Regions from separate parts of the Gossypium hirsutum genome. Here all the other regions are linked to region 3. Evidence: chromatin contacts called from public Hi-C data. All regions are on one chromosome and are shown on one strand. Each heading gives the region's core, a stretch centred on a gene start, on an enhancer-like site or on the middle of the called end of the contact. The rest is flanking DNA. Distances are from core to core; before and after follow the strand shown.

Evidence for each region. A called contact is a pair of places that touch in the nucleus more often than the background predicts.
Region 1: a Hi-C map of leaf shows a contact between it and region 3, with 1.7 times the contacts expected there. The contact joins the promoter of LOC121214636 here to the promoter of LOC107910583 in region 3. A contact is called at or near these places in 2 of 34 Hi-C or Micro-C datasets (callus and leaf).
Region 2: a contact with region 3 is called in a Hi-C map of leaf, with 2.1 times the contacts expected there. The contact joins the promoter of LOC107910232 here to the promoter of LOC107910583 in region 3. A contact is called at or near these places in 13 of 34 Hi-C or Micro-C datasets (anther, callus, fibers and 4 more).

The regions. Positions count from the first base shown.
Region 1 is chrD02:14,658,068-14,660,767 of Gossypium_hirsutum_v2.1, reverse strand. It overlaps LOC121214636 (protein PHOSPHATE-INDUCED 1), which reads right to left and starts at 1,250. Exons shown (of 1, transcript XM_041088481.1): 1 at 49-1,250. The coding sequence starts at 1,192. The coding sequence ends at 137.
Region 2 is chrD02:14,483,502-14,486,201 of Gossypium_hirsutum_v2.1, reverse strand. LOC107910232 (probable enoyl-CoA hydratase 1, peroxisomal) reads left to right here and starts at 1,367. Exons shown (of 3, transcript XM_016838016.2): 1 at 1,367-2,078; 2 at 2,163-2,445. The coding sequence starts at 1,669.
Region 3 is chrD02:14,220,147-14,222,846 of Gossypium_hirsutum_v2.1, reverse strand. LOC107910583 (protein DOWNSTREAM OF FLC) reads right to left here and starts at 1,429. Exons shown (of 2, transcript XM_016838462.2): 1 at 1,018-1,429; 2 at 30-539. The coding sequence starts at 1,171. The coding sequence ends at 208. LOC107910582 (probable beta-D-xylosidase 7) reads left to right here. Exons shown (of 5, transcript XM_016838461.2): 5 at 1-493.

The DNA of each region.
Region 1 (2,700 bases), core at 1-2,500, 440 kb before region 3:
GAATGTTTGTAAGAGATAATTCAATAAAAAGCAAATAAGAAATGGATATTAAAAGCAAAAAAGCAAACCAAAGAGTTTGCTGATGTTATTAATAAATTAACAAATAAAAGAATGGTTAAGGTTGTTGTGGCCACTCTCAGACCAAGGTTGAGCAAGATGATGTAGCAGGATCATACAAAGCAGGAAGCAAGTATTTCCTTCCATTCTCACCATGAGCATTGTAGCTAGCACCAGTTGAAGGGTCTACAAGTAGGTTTCCAGCATGGCCTGGATAAGCCCCTTTGCCATATATTCCAGGACATGCTGATGAAGCTTCCAATGGCGCCTCAGCTGGGCCCTGGTAGTAACCATTTCCAAAAGGGTTGGTAACAGTCCCCGCAAAGAGGCTAGCCAAGTTGATGACCATGCCATCAACACCCACATTGTTGTTTGGTGCAATCAAAGGTGGGGACTGTGGTCCATAGATAGGTTGGTGGAATGGCCAGGCACATTGACCAGGGCACTGGGTTTGGGCATTCCCAACCCAAATGTAAGCAAATTTGGAAGACCTTTTACCCTTGGTGGAGCTCAAGGCAGACCCATGAGTCCCACATCGGCTCATACAAAACCCTTCGACAGCAACATCAGATGCTGTTAAAACAACATTAATAGCATACTTTTGGTCACCCTTTGAGGCCAACTCAACAATTTGTTTCTTCTTGAGAGACTTGCCAAGCGAATAGTGTTCATCAAGGATCTGCTTCCCCAAAGACAAGGAAAGAGACGATTTCTTAGAGGCGAGATGGTAGTATTTCTCGGTGGTCCGCCACCACTGAGCCACCGTGGGTTGGGCTTTTAGAGAGGGTGAAGAAGGGTTAGAAGAGAGGGAGGTGACAAAATCAGAGATAATAGCCCTCTCGGAAGGCTTGAACTTGCCGTACCAAATGAGATTGACGGTGATTGGGCCTGAAAGGAGAGGACCGTTGTGGTATTTCAAGAGCTGAGGCTGCTCCTCAACCACTTCACTCAGCTTTCGTACACCCAAACAGATTTGAAACAAAGAGATGATAAGGAATATTTTTAAGATGGTTGGAGTGATGAAAGAAGCCATTTTTTTGTTGTTGTTGTTAAGCTGAGAAAGGTTGGCGCTTTGAGTTGTGGGAATAGAAGGGTGGAAAAGGGTATATATAAAGACCAGCAAAACAGTGTTCATTTATTGAGGTTATTTAATTTGTTAAGAAAAAGGGATTTGGAATAGGTGAATTAAGGAACCTTCAGAGTAACAGACAAATGCAGTAATTTGTATTAACACAAGGGGTAAACAGGACAGGCTGGAAGTGATCCAGCTGGAATTCCGAGAGTGGGATATAGGCACGTGAGAATACGCGCTTGCGGCTCTTAAAGGGAGGCACAAAGGGCTCGTGAAGTAGTAGTATTAGTTAGGCTTAGCTGGATCAAGCTAGCCTGAGCCGAGTTACAGCTGGTGGTTAGATAGAGCCAGCCAACCCAAGACTTTCTCCACTATTTTCCAGAACTCTGTTTATGTAAACCCAATTTGCAGGTGAACGTTGCCTTTGGTTTTTAATTACAAAAAAGATTGATTATTACCTATTTTGCTTAATGGTTCATTCAGTTTATTTCAAAAAAGATCTAAATATACGAGCTTTAATTAAACATTTATCCAAAATAATAATAATCACGAGGCAGGCATCTTTCAAATTTGTTAAAGCAAATTCCTTTGATCACGTGATTTTACTATCCAACTGCCATATAAAAAATATTGTCTACGACTCCCGAAATACTCAATTACTGTCTGATGGGGATTTTGCTAATTAATACAAATTTTAAAATGGTAGAAAGTAATAAATTTCTACTGCCTTGCCATTCAACGTTTCCATCCACCATGAATCCTTGAGAATCCATAATCCAATATAACAAACCATGTTGTTGATCATCAAACTACATGAAATCTTTGACTAAATTTTCATGTCCGCTTGTTGATCACTTTGTCTGGTGTTTTGTTTAGCTGTATATTGTTCTTTTATGTTTAAAAGTTTGAACAAATTCAACATTCAACAAATATGTTACAGCTGTAATAAATGATCCTGCTGTTTACATAGAAGTATGCCCAAGATTACCCTATGGATGACAGAAAAATATTAATGCCAAATGCTCCTCAACTACTTTCACGTGTTTTTGAGCTCACTTTAGCGGCACAAGACTTTGGAAATCCAGCATCTTGGGGGAGGTGGCTTTCAGATTTATCTTTTTAATGTAATTGATGGCATTGGACATGATTGTGTGTTATGATTGTATGGTGAGCCACTCGCTAAATCACAAAGGATGGGATCCATGATGTGGACAATACATTGCACTTTTAGCTGTCCACCGGCCATTTCAAGCAAAGCTGTATGGGGACATAAAGATTCCTTTTTCAAACCAAGCTTATCAACAGTGGTTTTTAACTTTTAATTACTCATCCATCACCTTGAGTTGACAGCCAAGTGAAACAGGATTTGATTGGCTTAATTGCTTTCCAATTTCGGTGCCTATAACAACCTGTTATTGCAATCACTTTTATCTTTCGTATCCTTTTAACCACTGCACTTAATACTTATTAATATTCTTGCACTTATTATTTAAGTTGGTGATGGAGCACAAAAGCTAACCTCTCTATGCAAGCCACCAACACAAAGATGCATTGCTGAATTCTGGTTTCCT
Region 2 (2,700 bases), core at 118-2,617, 260 kb before region 3:
CTTGAAAAACTTTGAAAGGCCATAACTTTTCGCTCGGTTGTCCGATTGAGACGAACTTTTTTTATTTCAAATAACTTTTCGAGATCTACGCGCTGACAAACAGCCGAAGGCGGTTTGCCACACTTTTCATCGAAAAAGATCCCTTTTTGCCCCTAAATTTTAATTTTTTCGGTTTAAAATTAAATTTTAAAACATTCAAATCATTATTTTCCTTATTTATTTGAAGTAAACACCGGATTTTTTTACAGAATTGTTGTATTATTTCTTCTGATTTGACACGTGTATGGAATAGGTCCGATAAATCGTTAGAACGTAAGTAATATAATTAAGATAATAACAGTATTTTTATAATATATCAATTAATTAGTTTAGTTTAGTTGGTTAAGATGCTTGCTCTTTTCCTTTAATACCTTGGTTCGAATCTTGTTGTTAACAATTTTGAATCTTTTTTAAATCAATAGCAACAAGTACAAAAAAATATTCAAATGGCACATCACATTCCTCAACAGTCAACTCTTTTAACATAGAAAAGGAATTCTTATGAAATTTGCTGTGCCATATCCTCTTTGCGTTCCTCAAATGGCAGATTGTGATTTTCTCCAAGTTAGGAAAAGTAACCTGCATAATGATAGAAAGTGCTAATTACAATTAGAAATAACTTATATAAAATGTTAGCTCATCGATGCTTAGGCAAAGGCATCGGTAACTCATATAATTAAGACAATTAGAATCATTGGTCGTTTGAGAAGAACTTAAATGAATTTAATATAAAATTATATTCAGTTGACTTTTCTGTACGTAACTATTAACATATACACACACTACAAATAATGATTTGAATGTTTCGAAATTTAATTTTAAACCGAAAAAATCAAAATTTAGGGGCAAAAGGGATCTTTTTCGATGAAAAGTGTGGCAAACAACCTTCGGCAGTTTTTCAGCATGTAGATCTCAAAAAGTTATTCGAAATAAAAAAAATTCGTCTTAATCGGACAACCGAGCGAAAAGTTATGGCCTTTCAAAATTTTTCAAGCTAAAAATGAGAAACTGTTCATCCACATCAACAAATCGCGCCCTAGGGCGCGATTTGTGTCCACGTAAGCAAATCACACTGACATGAACGCGATTTCCTGGCGCGTACCCTAACATCGCGCTGACGTGGACGCGATTTCACGAAAAATGGACTATTCCAATAAATTAAATAATTGGTCTATTTCAGTAATTTTTAAAAAAAAAATTTAGTCATTTGCCCTAATATAACATCTTCTGATCAGGCCGTATCCAAATTAAAATTTTTTATCTAAGACTTAACCTAAATAAATATTTTTTATTTAAATTCTTTTATATTTTAAGTAGATCTCTGGGCTTAGACAAGTGAGTTGGCACTCGAATAGATCTACGATTGAGTTAGTTTACCCTTAAATGAAATAAACAGTAGGGAGTGGGATTTTTTTGTTTTCTTATGTTCTTATCCGCTTTCCCGTCGCCGTAATCAGACACGCAATTCAAGGCATTATCTACACGCGATCAACGATGATGACGAAACCCATTTACCAAAACCAGATCCATGTTGAAAATATTTTTTTTATATAACCATTTCCAAAATTGCAATAAAATTTATTCATCTTCTCTTTTGAATCTTTCCCTTTCTTTCCTTTTCCTGTAAAAATGGAGGGTTCCTCGTCTGACAAGCTGATCGTTGTGACCCGTGAACCTGATGGGATCGCTATTGTTACCATCAATCGACCCAAATCTCTCAACTCCTTGACCCGACCCATGATGGTGGACTTGGCCAAGGCTTTCAAGGCTCTTGCGAAGGACAACTCGGTGCGGGTCATCATCTTGTCTGGAGCTGGACGGGCTTTCTGTTCAGGCGTGGATTTGACGGCTGCACAAGATGTTTTCAAGGGTGACGTTAAGGACCCGGAGACGGATCCGGTTGTTCAGATGGAGCAATGCCCCAAACCCATCATCGGAGCTATCAACGGCGTTGCTATTACTGCCGGCTTCGAGATCGCCCTCGCTTGTGACATGCTGGTCGCTGCTAAGGGAGCCACTTTCGTTGATACTCACGCCAGGTAACAATTGCTGAAGATAAACAAGTCGAAGGCTTTGATTGTCTCATGTGTTGATTTAGTGTTGTTTTCAAAAAATGATTGTAGATTTGGGATATTTCCTTCATGGGGTTTATCCCAGAAGCTTGCACGCTTCATAGGACCAAACAAGGCTCGCGAAGTGTCGTTGGCAGCCATGCCTTTGTCAGCAGAGGAAGCTGAGAAATTGGGGTTTGTCAATTATGTTGTTGACCAAAATGAAGTGTTGAATAAAGCTCGACAACTTGCAGGAGCAATTATGAAGAACAGTCAAGACTTGGTTCTCAGGTACAAGTCTGTGATCAATGATGGGTACAAATTGGATCTTCGCCAGGGTCTTGCCATAGAAAAGGTATTCATTAAGCTTATGTGTATCTTTTCTTGGATAAGCATGGTTTTATTTATCTAAAAGAACTTGGAAATTGCTGCTACATAATGAAAAGAAAGTAATCAAAGCTATGCAATACAAGAATAAAAGAAAGTGAAAAAGATTGTATTCCATGTGTCTTTACATGGTATCTTAGCCCTGCTAACGGTCGTCTTCGCACGGTTAATGGTATGTTTGGTAATCTGCTGAAAAGTTCCATATAATCTGTTGTTTATCTCC
Region 3 (2,700 bases), core at 180-2,679:
GCAGTTTCATCAAGTTGAAACAACATCAATTACCCAAAAAAATACTTCCGAGATAGAAGCCATAGCTTAGGTTTATATAATTGGTAATAGAATTTGTAAGAAAAATAAGTTATAGAAGTCCTCTAAACGTAGAAATAACGGAGCAATTCACATAACAAATAGCAGACAACATCATATTTCATATGCAAATAAATCCAAACCAACACACTAGACATCCTCCTCATCCTCCTGATACATCTTCATCATCTCAGCACAGCCTGCTTCAGGCTCGTCAACCATGAAGCCCATGGCATTGGCATAACGGGTGGTGGATGAAATGCCATTGAAGTTGGTCAAGATAACACGGGCACGTTCACGACCGGGGGACATTGTGGCACAACCAAGCTGGGAGCTCTTCACAAGAACTGCATCACAGATCTGATCCAAGTGATCCTCGGATACACGAATCTGGTATTTTCCGGTTTTGTCGGTGTATCCCTCCTTTTTGAAGACAACTTGGCCGCTCTTCCTGTCGGAGCATACCAACCTAACCATGGCATCTACAAAGCACATGATATCAGTATACCAAGATTCAGAACCAAATACGACAAAGTACCGATATTAAACATCACATAGATCAGACAAGGGGAACGAAAGATCCAGGCAAGACAGCCATTAAACAATACACAACATCCTGTTCCATGTCCAAGAACCAACATTTTTGGGTTTATAAATCTATGAGCAAAATTATCATCTTAAACCTTAAAGTTTCCCCATTTCTATTAAAATTTGCATCTTTGAACCGCCTACTGATTTTGACCTCCAGTTCAACATGTCATGGTTGTTCCCATTATTTTATGTTTAGACACCCTATCATTCACTTTAACTCAATGTAACATCAAAACCTACAAACTACTTCACAGATCTACCACTTTAAAACCTTAAACACCAGATCTAACAATGTCACCAACATAATACACAAAAGCCAACATAGTAAAACATAGATTAAGATCAAAGTATGTTAGAAATGGAAAGTACCAGCTAGGCTTCTAGTCTTAGGGGTTTCAAAACCAGCACGGCAAGTATCACAGTACACATAGCCTTCTACCACCAATTGATTATTCAGAATGCGTGTAGCACTAACCAAAGCTGGAAGCACACATAGTGCAATGAACAACAGAACTTTGGCCATGTTTTTTTGCTTCTTTTTTCTTGAACAATGTAATGAAGAAATGGGAAGAAGGTTTGGAGATTAAATCCTTAGAAACAAATCAACGAAACAAAGGGTAAAGGCTAAAGAGACAGTGATGATGATAAAGTGGGAGTAAAGATAAGGAAATTAAATAAAAGTGAAAATTGAATAAGAATAATAATGAAAACTGGCTTAGCCGCGTTGAGGAGTATATTCGTGTGTGGTGGATAAGCTGTATGAGCTACTGGTTGGGATGCCACGTCAAAACGGTGGTGTTGATTTGGTAATTTTGATGGGAAAACAAGGCTGTTTTGGTACATGGGAGTGATAGTTTGATGACGTGGCGAGTTATTAGTGGCAAGTTGAAGGGCAGAGTGGAGAGAGGGAGCGTATAGGATAGAACACGGGTCCTAATTGATTGCAGCTGGCAGTTGTCGGTGGTCACATGGGGGGCTGTTTGAGAAGGTAGGCAGAGCAAGCAAAGCGGGAACGGTGCCGCATCACATGAATCCTATAATTAATTATTAATTAAATAAATAAAAATAGAGAAAGCGGTCACACAATATTTCAGTTTTTCAATTTCATCATATAATAACTAAACCTTTTCGTAATAAACTTGTTTCAACATGCTTAAATAAAGACTTCACTAATTATAGATGGAGAATTCACTAATTTGATTGAAATGTAATTTTCTGAATTTTTTATTAAATATATAGTTATGGAAACCTAAATAAAAAGTAAATGGAAAATGTCTCAAAACATTAGAAAATAAGACCCAAATAAGTTTAAAATTCAATATTCCTAAGCTCCAATTTCAATTGCAGCTGATAATTAAAAAGAAACCCAACTTCTCAAAGTTTCAAATTAACATTTAATTCGAGATTAAATTGAATTTGAAAATTTTTCAACTCCAAATTGAAATGTTTAGATTGGGCAAAATACTAAAAAAATCCCCTTTTTTTTTTAAATTTATCGAGATAGGCCCTGTATTTTATTATTTATTGGAATGGGTCATTTTTCCAGAAAACGCGTCCCCATCAACGCGATGTCAGGGGACGTGTCAACAAAACGCGTCCCTAGGGGCGCGCTTTGCTTACATGGACACAAAGCGCGCTTACAAGGACGCGATTTGTTGCAACGTAGGTAAAGCACGCTGACGTGGACGCGTTTTGTTGCCACGTAGCGCGCCCCTAGGGACGTGTTTTTGTCGTTTCTCCCATGTTAGGTTTTGGGTTTTTAAGGTTTAAGGTTTTTAACAAAAAAAATTCTGAAATCGCGCCCACGTGGACGCGCTTTTGCTACAGTAGGTCCTGAAAAAATAATTTCGAGTTGACGTTTCTGAGTAAATAGTATAAAAAACACTTCAAGCAGGATACTTTATCAAAAAAATTTCTGAAATCGCGCTCACATGGACGCGCTTTTGCTATAGTAAGTCCTAAAAAAATAATTTCGAGTTGACGTTTCTGAGAAAATAGTATAAAAAACGCTTCAAGCAGGATGCTTTATCAGAAGAATTTATGAAATCGTGC